Linked DNA regions of Mus musculus: region 1 is linked to region 2. The links are chromatin contacts, called in public promoter capture Hi-C maps. All regions are on one chromosome and are shown on one strand. Each heading gives the region's core, a stretch centred on a gene start, on an enhancer-like site or on the middle of the called end of the contact. The rest is flanking DNA. Distances are from core to core; before and after follow the strand shown.

Region 1 (6,820 bases), core at 2,242-4,741, 54 kb before region 2:
TACATCCTCTCTGGCTTCTGAGTTTTTGCCTGTCTTAGCTTACGGTTTCCTATTCTGTATGGTAAAGGCAACCAGCTGAACCTGAGGTTTCATTTCTGGGCTGGTTTCTCTCTGTGGGTTAAAATCCCCTCTTAAAACTTCCTCTGGTGCTTCCTGTTTCTCTTCAAGTAAAGGAGAAAAGAAAAGGGAAAGCGTTCTCGAGTGGTGAGAAGCGCGTTAACTATGCGCTTTGAGAGCGCTTAGGAGGAAGATGTACCTGGCGAGAAGGTTCCATCGGAGATTTCTAAAAGGAACAGCATGCCATGTTCTGCAGCTCGGCATGCCGTGACATTTGCTCTGAAATGCCTTCATCCCAGCAGGAAAGTACAGCACGGCGTGAGAGAACAGCCTGTTAACGGTCCCTCTGGTCCCTAGTGAGAGGGACCACAGTGCACATCGCTCAGCAGTACTGACTTAGTCCATCTCTCAGGCAGGGAGAGTGTAAAACGCGTGGCTTTTGTGTGCCTCTGATGATGGGCTTTTTTTCAGAGGTTTGTTGACTGTAGTGCACTATGGGCTTTTGTTCCTATCTTTAGCTCCCGCTTGTAGATTTCTTTTCTTTTCTTTTTTTTTTTTTTTTTTTTTGTTTTTTTGTTTTTTTGTTTTGGTTTTTCAAGACAGGGTTTCTCTGTATAGCCCTGGCTGTCCTGGAACTCACTTTATAGACCAGGCTGGCCTCGAACTCAGAAATCCGCTTGCCCTCTGCCTCCCGAGTGCTGGGATCAAAGGTGTGCGCCACCACGCCCGGCCCGCTTGTAGATTCCTTTTGCATTAATTTGAAGGAATAACTTATATATTCATTGTCAGGTCCAGAGGAAATTACAAAACTCCAAAAGGCGGCTCAAGGAGCTCAGCCTGAAACTGTAGGAGGATTCCTTGCGCTTAGATAAAACCCAGCATTCCTCCGGAGCTAAGGAAATCCTTTCCCAGCTACCAGAAGGAGTCATTTCCCATACCTTTGGCTGAAGGGTCACTTGGCCACCTGTGGTGCCTATTAGCATATCAAAGCTCATGCTGTTCTCCAGGCCCCCCTCAGAATCACAAGTACTTGTTACAACTTTCAAAGTCTGAATAGAGTGTATATTAGAATCCTAAGTGCTTGTTACACCTTTCAAAGTGTATATTAGAGGTGGATCTTCAACTGGGGGAGAAAAGCAAACAAGCCCCTTCTCACCTCCCCCTACCCTAACCTGCCCCCAGCTCACGGGCATCCCTCCCCCTACCTACCCATCCTCCTTCTACCCCTGCTACTCTTGCTGTGTGCTCTCCCGCTCTCTGCTCTGCTCTGGCTTCACTCACCATGTTTTCCCCATTCTCTAACCTCTGCTGCAGACAGAGTGTCTACCCTCACTTGTAGACAGCTCTGGCCATGTCTGGTCTGCTGGCCATATTCAGTTTACTTTTTTCTCTGCTCTGGGCTGTTCTCTGGCTGTTCTCTTTCTCATATCTACCTTCCCCTTTAACCACGGAGTGGTCATATTGTCAGTTTATATACTAGAAACACAGATGTTTTGTCATAGCTTGCAAATATTCCCTCCCAGCCTACTTTTTATCTGGAGAACTTGTTAGTGGTGTGTTAGACGTTTACGTGGTGAAACTCATCTACTCATTCATGGCTTCCAAGTTTAAAGTATTTCTTTAAAAGGAACACCACCACCTGGACGTTAAATAAGTGTGCATGTTCAAATTTTTTGCTATTTTAATGGTTCTCTATAGATTTGTACATATGTCTTTAATCTCGGGGTGGTTAGTTATTGCTTATATATGTGAGTAGTGAATGAGAAGGTTTTAAACCCCACTCCCCAGATGAAAACCCACCCCTAACATACACTATTCAGAGCCAGTAACTGTGGGCACAACCAGTTGGTGTCTGACCATAGCTACTAGAGGTGTGAACATCATTTTTTTTAATTCAGTAATTTCACATCTATAAAAATGCCCATAGATGTAAAAGCAGAAGAATATAAGAACGTGGGCTGGCGAGATGGCTCAGTGAGTAAGAACACTGACTGCTCTTCCAAAGGTCCTGAGTTCAAATCCCAGCAAACACATGGCTCACAACCACCTGAAATGAGATCTGACACCCTCTTCTGGTGCGTCTGAAGTTGGCTACAGTGTACTTATGTATAATAATAAATAAATCTTTGGGCTGGAGCAAGCAGGGACTGAGCAGGGCCAACTGGAGCAAGCAGAGGTCCTAAAAATTCAATTCCCAACAACTACATAAAGGCTCACAACCATCTGTACAGCTACAGTGTACTCACATACATAAAATAAATCTTTTTTTTTTTAAAGAATATAACAACGTACACAGAAGGTACACCTCATATAGTTTTGTTTATCCATTGAATTAACCTGGGAGTATACATTTGAATAAATTTCATGGATATATTCTATTAAATGGTACAGATTATTCAAAAGAATGCTCTGCCTACGTACTATTTAGAAAAGTATTCATGGTATATTGTTAAATGGAAAAAGCCTTGTTTGTGCATGCACCTATGTCTCTATAGGTGGGAAATCCCATAAATACAGGTACAGAGATGTGTACATGTGACGCCAGCTTCCTAGGAAGGCAGAGGCAAAAGAGGGATGCCAGACCCAAGGAGGACAAGACCAACATGGGAAACAGGAAGAACCTATTTCAAAGAAAAGCACACAAATAAAACAACATTAAAATGAATTTGAATGTTGCAAGGCCATCACAGGCTACTGTTTGTCTCTCCAAAGATGAGAAACTACAATGGAGGAGTAAGCGTTACAACAGTTTGATTTTTGACATGCACCTTTAACGTCTGTTTTTGTTTGTTTGTTTGTTTTTTGAGACAGGGTTTCTCTGTATAGCCCTGGCTGTCCTGGAACTCACTTTGTAGACCAGGCTAGCCTTGAACTCAGAAATCCGCCTGCCTCTGCCTCCCAAGTGCTGGGATTAAAGGCGTGTGCCACCATGCCCAGCTGCACCTTTATTGTCTTAATAACCCATCAGAAATTCTATTTCATTGATTTGATTGACAGCTTGGTGCTGAGAGACATGTACTTAAAGTAAGGTAAATCAAGGAAGAAATCGAGCCAGGCTTAATGAAGTTCCTTTAATCTCTGTACTCAGAAAACTAAGGAGAACTGCAAGTCAGAGGCCAGCCTGGGACAGTCTTTCAGAATGAAAAGGAAAAAAAAAAACAAAACAAAAAACAAAAACCCAAAGAAGTTACACTACTGGCTGGTTCATTTTGAGAGGAGCAGAGAAGCCTTTTAGGGGAGGGAGAAGGCAGCTCAAGGCTCATGTTTTCCCTCTAGCAAGGCTGAAGGGAGACTGGAAAGATGGGCAGGTTTGAGAAGGAATGGATGTGCTGTCTGAGTCGATCTAGAAGCGGTCGACAGGCACTTCAGAAAGGCTGATTTTAGCATATGTTGCACATTTCTAATCAGCAGAACTGTCCAAAAATTGAAGCATCTGTCACATGGATTTTGAGGTTTTCCGTTGCTAGAAATATCAAACCGAGGCTAGGTGACCATCTGTCATGTGTGCTGTGGAAAAGGAATCTAAATTTAACTGCAGGGTGAACTAGATAATTTTGCACATCCTTCCAATGCTATAATTCTAGGGGTTTGACACCTGGGAAACTTTATTGAACTATAAGGCTATGAATGGAGCGTCTTAGGAAGAGGCTCATCCACACCAAAGGTCTCACTGTGATAGATGGGACAGATCGGAAATCTGTGTTGTGTTGTATTCCCACACTATGTTACTTTCATGAACATGTATTAAGATTGCAATAAAACTTATTAAAAACAAACATTTCTTTCTCCCTCCTCCCTTTGGTTTTTTGAGACAGGGTTTCTCTGTGTAGCCCTGGCTTTCCTGGAACTCACTTCATAGACCAGGTTGGCCTCGAACTCAGAAATCTGCCTGCCTCTGCCTCCCAAGTGGTGGGATTAAAGGCGTGCGCCACCATGCCCAGCAAAAATAAACATTTCTATAATGTTTCCATTTTCACATCAGAGATTTTCTATAAATAATGATCTCCTTACCCCCTTGATGTCAAACACAGGTACAACATAAAGTCCTAAAGATGACTTTGTAACCATCTTCCTTCCTTCCTTCCTTCCTTCCTTCCTTCCTTCCTTCCTTCCTTCCTTCCTTCCTTCCTTTTTTGAGAAAGCATCTCACTATGCAGGTCTGGATGGCATTTAGCTCACTCGGACCCATCTTCCTCTGCTCTCCAAATATTGGGATTAAAGGTGTGCTCCATCATGCTCTGCCAAGAATGAAGATATTCTTTTTTTTCTTCTTCTTCCTTTCTTTCCTTTAAAAAAGTACTTATTTATGTATTTTATGTACATGAGTGCTCTATCTTCGTGAACACCAGAAGAAGGCATTAGATTCCATTCCAGATGGTTGTGAGCCACATGGATGCTGGGATTTGAACTCAGGGCCTCTAGAAGAGTAGACATTGCCCTTAACTACTGAGCCAGCTCTCCAGACCCAAATGTAAGTATTCTAATAGATAGTTGTGCCTTTCGCTTTCAGCTTCTTCTTGTTGTGATATATGGCAGACTTCTCAGATGATGAAAGTCCCCTAGAAGCCTCACACTGGGAGAAAGCAAGCAATGGGCTCTGCCAGCCAGCAGGGAAGTGTGTCTTCCAGAGAGAGGTTCCACATAGCTCTGACAAAGTGTCATACAACCTTGCAGGGGAGGGTGGGACCCAGAGGATGATGATGGGCAGGCCGCACTCTGACTGGGGCTGTTCAGCTCTTCAGACTTCATGGAAGGACTTGAAGACAGACTAGGAGAGCTGGGTCACTGCACCTCTCTGTCTCTTCCCATGAGGGTTATTGATTTTCACCGTGACCTCTTTGTTTAATTGTCCTGTCAAGCTTGGTCTCTGAGGACTGCCTGGGCCTAGGCTGTGACCCTAACAACTTCCAAAACAAAGTAGGGTTTTTTTTTTCTTTTTGTTTCTTCTCCTTTCCTTCCCTTTCTCACTTTCTCTCTGTGGGGTGTGTGTGTGTGTGTGTGTGTGTGTGTGTGTGTGTGTGTGTGTTGAATGTGGAAATCAGAGGTCACTATTAGGTGTCTTCCTTACCATCCTCCACCCCAGTTTTTGAGACAGGGTTTCTCACTGAACCTAGAGATAACTGATTAAGCCAAAATCCTTTAAAAATGTAAAACATTTATTTATTCTCTTTCTCTCTGTCTCTCTCTGTGTCTCTCTGTCTCACTCTGTCACCCTCTGTCTTTCTCTGTCTCTCTGTCTCCCTGTGTCTGTCTGTCTGTCTGTCTGTCTCTCTGTTTCAGGGAACAACTAGCAGGAACTGCTTTTCTCTTTCCATTGTGTAGGTTTTGAGGATCAAACTCAGGCTTGACAAGTGGCTCCCTTTACCTATTGAGCTATTTCACTGGCCCCTCTAAAAATCTTTTTCCAGACATATAGAAGCTGAAAGGATATGTAGCCTGCACAGCCATAGTGCAAACTATAATGATGAAAGTCCTCTGGGTAGAAGAAGCATGAGCGCTGGGCGTGGTGGCGCACGTCTTTAATCCCACCACTCGGGAGGCAGAGGCAGGCAGATTTCTGAGTTCGAGGCCAGCCTGGCTTATAGAGTGAGTTCCAGGACAGCCAGGGCAAAACAGAGAGACCCTGTTTAAAAAAAAAAAACAAACTTGTGGATGTATCCAAAGACATTTTAAAACATTTAAGAATGTTATGCCGCGCGTGGTGGCGCACACCTTTAATCCCAGGGCTCGGGAGGCAGAGGCAGGCGGATTTTTGAGTTCGAGGCCAGCCTGGTCTACAAAGTGAGCTCCAGGACAGCCAGAGCTATGAAGAGAAACCCTGTCTCGGAAAACCAAAAAAAAAAAAAAATGTTATGTATATGGGTGTTTTGCTAACATGTATGACTGTGCACGGCTTGAGTGCGCGATGCCTGTAGAGGCCAGAAAGGGGCAGCATCGGATCCCTGGGGTCATGGTGGTGTGAGCCTCCATATGGTGCGGGAACTCTAACCCCAGTTCTTTGGAACAGCAGCCAGTGCTCTTAACCACCGAGCCATCTCTTCATCCTCCTACAAGGAAAAATTAGAAATGCTAGAATAGAGAGCATCAGAAATGACGGCTTTGTGAGTATGTACATATGATTTTTAACATTATAAAAATAAAATGTGTTGCCATAGTAAAGGTTCAAAGGGGAATAGAAATTCACTCTACAAGGTTTTTATACAGTCAGTGAACTAGTGTATTAAGACAGAGTGTGATAGACAAAAGATGTATACTATAAAATCCCCAACACACTAAAATTAACAAGGCATACCAAGTAAACAAGGAAAGAAAATAAATGGAAGTATAACAAATATTTCTCTAACTTGAAAATAAAAAGAAATAGTATATTTAAACTTAACTATATCAACGGTCATATTATATAGATGATCTAAATTTAAAGTCAGCAAACTATGACCTGAGACCACATCATAGTTATTGTCAGTTTATATTGTGCCTGAGAACTAATAAGGGATTGAATTTATTTATGTATCTATGGTGGTGCTGGAGGGGGCAGGGCTTGGGGCCTGACATATGCTATCTCCCACTGCTGAATTGCAGCTCCACCCTGGAACTTGAATTTTTTTCGAACCCTATTTTCAGTGATGGTTTTTAAAATTCTTTAACCTCCCTTCTAGCCCAGCATCTACTAGAGGTAGTGGAAAAGAAAGGAAACAGGGGAAGTGGACCTGTTTAGAAAGGTTCTTTGGAGCAACTCCCATCTGTGCTGTCAGGAAATCAGCAG
Region 2 (6,387 bases), core at 1,592-4,091:
CTTTGGCTCTTCTCTCTCTCTCTCTCTCTTTTGTTTTGTTTTTGTTTTTTTTGGGTTTTTTTGTTTTTGTTTTTGTAGACAGGGTTTCTCTGTATAGCCCTGGCTGTCCTGGAACTCACTCTGTAGACCAGGCTGGCCTCGAACTCAGAAATCCACCTGCCACTGCCTCCCGAGTGCTGGGATTAAAGGCATGCGCCACCACGCCCGGCTCCTTTGGCTCTTCTTTGCCAATATCAAACATGTAACCATCAGGTCTAAGTCCCCCACCCTCTCCATCCACTTAGTGGGACTTCTTCTGGATGGCAGATGGGCCCTTCTTCTGATGAGCAATATTCTGTCATATCAGAGATGCAAAACTGGAGACACTATTTCCCCTAACCTGATTCTTTCTGTTGATCAGAGAAACATGGTGGCTTGTGTCCAAAACTAGGAATGCCCTTTCACCCAGGAGTATTGACCTCTGGGGTCCTCTCCCAGCCAAATTCCAGGAACCAATGCGGCTCCACAATGTGAGAAACGTGGCCAGTAGACTGAGTGACCAAGACCTTGCCTGCCCCTGACAGGTGACCTCTAACAGCTGGAGAAGGGGCAGGAATACTTAGGTTGATGTCATCCAGATTATCATGGTTAAAAGTCAGGAAAGGGCCCTTACTCTTCTAGAACCTGCAGTCAGAAGAGGGGAGCATGCTTTTGAGGCGGGGACATTAGGGATTTGGCCTCAAATATAGGCCAAGTGATTATAAAGTGACTCTAACAGGGGACATAGATCATCTATGTCCAGAGGTCCAGGGGCATGAAGGAGGCTTCAGGCTCAGGTAGGATCCTGAGGGCTGGTGTTTGAGTCTTATATTTTCTGACCTGGGATTCCTTCATTGTCCACACCAGGAAGCTGTGGGCTTTCAGGGTCACAGCTTGGCCGAGGCTCCATAACGGTAAGTGAAGGAGTCAGATAAGAATTCAGGGTGCTAAACTCCGTCCCTGCTCCACGCTCTGGTCCTACCACCCATCCCATTTCCTGCTCATATTCCGCTGCTCCAGCCTGGGCTCCTGCATATTGGTTACAGTGTCAGCAGTGGCTTGTCCTTCTGCCTGGTGACATTCTCCCCAGGGCCTCACAGTGATCCTCAAATACTAACAGCCTTGCCTCCAAGGCCCCCATGCCTGGTCCTCCCAAACATTGGGTTCCTGTTCCTACTCAGCAAAGATGCAGAAGCACCCGTGGTCTTGCGTGGGCGTCTCCATGGCTCTGCCCTTGCTCTGGTTCTGTCTCTTTACCCCCTTGCCCCACCCACTACTGCTGCCTCAACTCCAACGATGGCATCCATGACAAGGTTCTCAACCCCCAACCCTTTGCATCCTTGCCCTTCTGCCATGACAGGGCTCCCCATCACACAGACACTTCAAGCTCAGGATCTCTAAACTTTAAATCCTCCCGTTAGCATTGCTCTCTAATGGCTTTTATAACATCCGGCTTAACTTTGGCATTTTATAGTCCCTCCTTCTTGGCTCAGGATTCTCAAATTTTCAGTGTCTCAAAAGAGGGGTCTGTCCCTGGATCTCAGATCTAAGGATTTACTGGTCATATGCATTTCTGAGCACATTTTCTGGCCAGAGTTAGCACCAGAGGATAGAGACTCCACAGCAAAAAAGATTGAGCTAACTTTGAGGAACTTAGAGCTGAATACAGGAAGCATCAATTAAAGCCATTCTGGAAAAAATAAAGAAATGTTTTTATAAGCTCAATTAAAGAACTCTAATAGTGTGAAATGGCTATCACGGTGTGTCAGAGTAGGGGCAGAGGCCAAGGATATCCTAAACAGGGGGAATGGCAGGCAGCATGTTCATCTCTGCTTTAGGGACCCTTGGCCTGTGTTAGGTGGAGAAACTATGCCCAAAGATACCCAGACTCAAATCTCTAGGATCTGTGAATTTGCTACATTATAGGACAAGGGTCTGAAGTTGTAGATAGATGTATTGAGGCTGCCATCAAGGGGCCCTTAGATGTCTTTTCCTGGACGATCCGGGCAGTTTAATGTATTCCCTCAGAAGTGGGAAAGGGGCTGGTGACATGGCTCAGGGTAAGGGTGCCTGCTGCCTAGTGTCTAGCCACTTTGATCAGTTTGATTTACCAGAACTCCATGGTGGAAGGAGAGAACAGACTCTGTCCACTCTGTGAACCGAACAACATGTGCATGCACATTCCCACACAAGCACACAAAATAAATAAACTAAGATTTTTTTTTTTTTTTTTAAAGTGGAGGAAGATGGAAGAAAGCCAAAGAGCTCTGATAGTGGAAGTGGAACAATCGTGTGTGGAAGGTTCTTGGCAGTGATAACATCTATCTATCAAAGATTATGCTTAACACCCATGTGCCCTTAGAGGGCCAGATCCAAGGAAATGCAGAAGGGTCACAGGAGGGCACCCAAGGGCAACGCCAAGACCCTAGGGCCAGGTGCTTCTCCTTCCCCTTCCTGCAGGCCTTCCCTATTCTTGGGGGCAGTGTCTCAAGGACAAGTCCCAAGGGACAAGGTGGTTGGGACAGCTGTGCTATGCCTCCCCACTTCAAGTCTGAGACTAGCTAGCCCTACAGTCTGTCTTCCCTCCCCCAGTTCCAGCACCTCAGACTGCTCTTGGGGGACATCGAGGTGGCTGCCTGCTTTCGGGACACACGTGGCACGAGCAGGGGTCGGCGCCGGGAGCTGGCGGCTGGTCGTGTGGACTTCTCACTTCCCCTCCCCAACCGCCGCGCGTGCAGGTGCCACGCGGAGCCCCGCAGGCGGGGCAGACCCTCTGGACACGCCCCCGTGCGAGTCCCCGCTGCCCGGCAGGAGGAAGCGCCAGAGTCGCCACTGTCCTGAGCACAGCTGGACTCTGCTTCTAACCCCGCGCCAGCGACGTCGCCTACCGCGGCTGTGGGCACCGGATACCGTGCTCCGGTGCCAGCCGGGGATGCGAGCTGCTCCCGGGACGGCATGGCAGCCTCAGGTGGGTAGCAGGCGCAGCGCTCTCCAGCTCCCGGCTCCTGGCTCGCGCGCCCCTGGTCCTTGAGGCTCTCTGACACCACCCTCCCAGTCTTGAGACCTGTCTCCCTACTTCTTTAGTCTTTAGTGAGGGGATTTTGTATTCTTTCCGGTCTTTTCTCCAGTCTCTGTCGCAAACTTCCCCTCTGAACTTTCTCACGTTTCCCCTAACCGGTCTGTGCACGATTCTGTCTTGCTCCTGCCTGGGGCTCGACCTATCCCAGTTTCTAAGTCTTCTTTTCTCCCTTCTAGCTGTAAGTTGCCAAGGGTCGCTTTCTCAGCTCTAACTCTGAGTACTCTGAGGACAGTTGATAGGAGGTGGAGGGCGGATTCTGTAAGAAGCCAGATGCTTCTCTTAGGGTCTTATCCAACCAATAGGGGGCGCTCAGGCAGTCTTAGGTGGTCCAGGGACAGCTTCAGAAGCCCCCTTTGTCCACCGCGATTGTATATCTTCTCTGGAATTTTGGTAAAAAACCGAGACCACACTCTAATTTTACTCTTACTCTGTTCTCTATGTAACTTATGTGCCCAGGGGTAATTGGAATTTGGTGGGCAAATCATCAAAAGGTGCCAGAAGTTTCTTCTGGTTGGTCTTGGGTTTCTTTCTAGCTCATGAGCATATGTACACTTGGCAAGTCCTTAGCTCGCTGAGGTTCAGGACAAACCATGTAAGGACAACGTTGAGAGACAGTTAGTGAGCAGCACCTATACACCTCAGTGGCTATAGGCGTAGTAGATTCTTGGTGAGAACCTTGTCGGTCTGGTCTCTGTTCACCACAGAGTTTTGGTGGTGTGAAAGAAAACAGTAACTAAATGAGGAATTGCTAGATGAGAAGAGAGAGTTGCCATGTTTTCGGTTTGGCTGACTTGTGTTTACCTAGCTCCAGCGTGATGCTTTGAGAGAGAATGAAAACCAGATGATAGCATCTCTTGAGAGAGATCGTGTAGCGTGGGCTGGGGGAAGTCAATGCTTGGGAGGGAAGGGAGCAGATGCTAAAGCCAACTGTCTCCAGATCTGCTAAGGTCTAGCCTTGGGTCATGGTACTTTGGAACGAAGGTAGAAAAGGCTTTGATAATACATGCTTATTATTATTATTGAAGGGGCTGGGAGGGTGGTTCATCAATGGCCTGCGGTTCCCTAGCCAGGCTCTATGGGATAAAGCAGCACTGTGGCTCAGGGTCCACTCACTGGACAAACTTTATTGAGTGCTTGCCGTTTCCAGGCACTGTCGTAAGAAGATGAAAGCTGTGTAACTGAGAACAGGGGAGGCAACAGCTCATTGAATAACAAAATCAAGGCAGGTGCATCGGGAAAGTGGACAGGGGAAAGTAGGCAAGCCCTGAAGGAGGGAAGGCAGGGGGTCCTGGGGAGGAGTATGTCCCAGGCAAGGGGTCTATTCTATGTGTTTGAGATACACGGAACAGCTATGGTAGCTGGGTGGATGGAGGGTTTGGGGAGAGTTAAAAATAAGGTGGCTAAGCTCCTGTTTGTCTCCTTTCCTGGATGGGATGGGCTCTGGGCTGCTGTGCACTAGAGGACAGCACACTGGGAAGCCTTTGAGCAACCTGCTTTTCCTGTCCAGTGTCTTGATGGCTGGCTCTAAGGGGAATAACTGAAGGGGCTAGGTTTGAAGGGTGGACTCAGGTTCAGATGAAGACTCTAACCCAACAACCAAAGCTGGGGTAGTGGATAAAGCTGTCCAAAACTCTGCTGTCAGTGTCCTCTGTGGTGGAACACTATGCCAGGCGGTGTGAGACTGCGTTCCTTTGGGCTCCCTGGGTACTTGTCTATACTTATGAGTAGCCCTGAGGGCAGGTCATATATAGTTAGGGGAAAGCCAGGTTTCCCACTAACATGCTATAGGCTGGAGAGCCATCCAGGCCAATATCCTGTATGGCGTCCTTATTTTAAAAACAATGTCATAATGCATGCACTCAATATGCTGTGTGCCCAGCTTTTGATACTGTGGCATGATGTCATCTATGAATGAGTGGAGCCACACCCATAGCTATCCTGGGACACATTCAGCTCATGGGCTACTGATTGGCTGTGCCTGAAAGAGTGCTGTAAGTGGCCTTTAGTGTCCTTGCCAGTATGTGAATCTGGGAGAATGTTATTATCAACTCAAAGAGAGGTCTTTTCTCTTCTCACCTCCTCTCCAGTATTTCTTCTAGATTGCCCCACTCTGGGCTTGCCCATGAATGGGATTATGTAGTCTGTGGTTTTAGTGACTGACTTCCTTCACACTGCATGATGTGTTCAAGGTTCACTCAACTGTAGCCTAATCCCCCGGTCTTCTTAAATTTCTTGCCATTAGAGGGTGAGTGTCAGTCTTCCTCTTCCATTCCCTGACTTGTTTGCTTGTTGAATGGCCTTGAGAGCAACCAGCCTGTGCTTGAATAGTTTCTCTTATTTACCAGAGAGAGTGAGGAAAGCGCCTGGGACTTCCCCAAAGGCGCCAGGTCTGCAGCTGGTGAAGACTAGAGCCCCCCTCCCCCCAGGTCTTGGCCCCCAAGAACCTGAGGATAGCTCTCAGACCCCGACCAGCTCCCTGCCAGGATCACCTCTAAGCCCTTCCACTATTCCTGGTCTTCTAGCACCACAGGGCCAGCAACATGGCTTAGTGAGTAAGGGTGCTTGTCACCAAGCTTGAGTTTGGTCCCAGGGGCCCACATGGTAGAGAGGGAGAACCAAATCCTGTTGCTTGCTCCCAGCCCTCCATACATGGGCCGTGGCTTCATGAACACACCCAGCGTGCACACACACATAGAACAGACAAACAAAACGGTGCACAGGTTCAAACGTGGGCTCCACTCCAAGGTCACCTGCGGTCACTTCTCTGTTCTTTTCTCAGATGGTTTCTGAATCATTCAGTGTCATCTCTCTTTTAGCTCCCCCCTCCCCCAACTGGGACTCCCCTTTGTGGTCAGCCAGCCCTGTCCCCAAACCATTCCCCTCTCCTGTAGCCAAACCTGTTCTTTGAGCTTCAGGAGAACAAAGCCCCTTTCTCAGCTTTGCCTGGGTTTATGGGTTCCTTGCTGGCTCACACGTTGTTTCTCTTACTGAATAGGAGAAAGAGAGAAGTAATTTAGAATGGGGAGCAATGACTTCTGGACTCCCCACACAGGGAGAGCTGCTGACCAAGCAGATGGCCCCATGGCGCTCCCTGGCAGGCCAGGGGGGAACTTGAACTTCCACTTTGAACTCTTGTTTTACAGCTGCTCCACCTTTTGGTTTTAGTGACCCTGAAGTCTTTGGGATGGTAAATGTAATTGCCATCATGTATGCTAAGGGCAGATATTCCTCCATTTACGATAGTGGTCCAAATCACACACCCACGCACATACAACCCCCCCCAAACACAC

What was found. Promoter capture Hi-C pulls out the DNA fragments that hold promoters and counts their contacts.
Region 1: a contact with region 2 is called in a promoter capture Hi-C map of pre-B cells, with 4 times the contacts expected there. The contact joins the enhancer-like site here to the promoter of Pik3ap1 in region 2. A contact is called at or near these places in 12 of 39 promoter capture datasets (the C10 cell line, the HPC-7 cell line, frontonasal cranial neural crest and 6 more), 2 of 15 datasets of contacts at CTCF or cohesin (large pre-B cells and pro-B cells), 8 of 484 Hi-C or Micro-C datasets (the C10 cell line, LSK cells, bone marrow-derived macrophages and 4 more), 10 of 115 datasets of contacts at active chromatin or transcription factors (the 230-238 cell line, the HPC-7 cell line, bone marrow-derived macrophages and 6 more) and 3 of 9 other capture datasets (adipose tissue, liver and pancreatic islet).

What each region holds. Positions count from the first base shown.
Region 1 is chr19:41,435,847-41,442,666 of GRCm38.p6, reverse strand. No RefSeq gene overlaps it. Among named protein-coding and RNA genes, the nearest start is that of Gm33951, 5.8 kb to the left of the region's middle. Within about 2 kb of position 3,491, at least 6 of the 459 cell types and tissues checked have an H3K27ac peak or open chromatin away from gene starts, as enhancers often do. A contact at or near this core is called in the HPC-7 cell line and pre-B cells, where this site is marked.
Region 2 is chr19:41,381,556-41,387,942 of GRCm38.p6, reverse strand. Pik3ap1 (phosphoinositide-3-kinase adaptor protein 1) reads left to right here and starts at 2,841. Exons shown (of 17, transcript NM_031376.4): 1 at 2,841-2,986. The coding sequence starts at 2,974.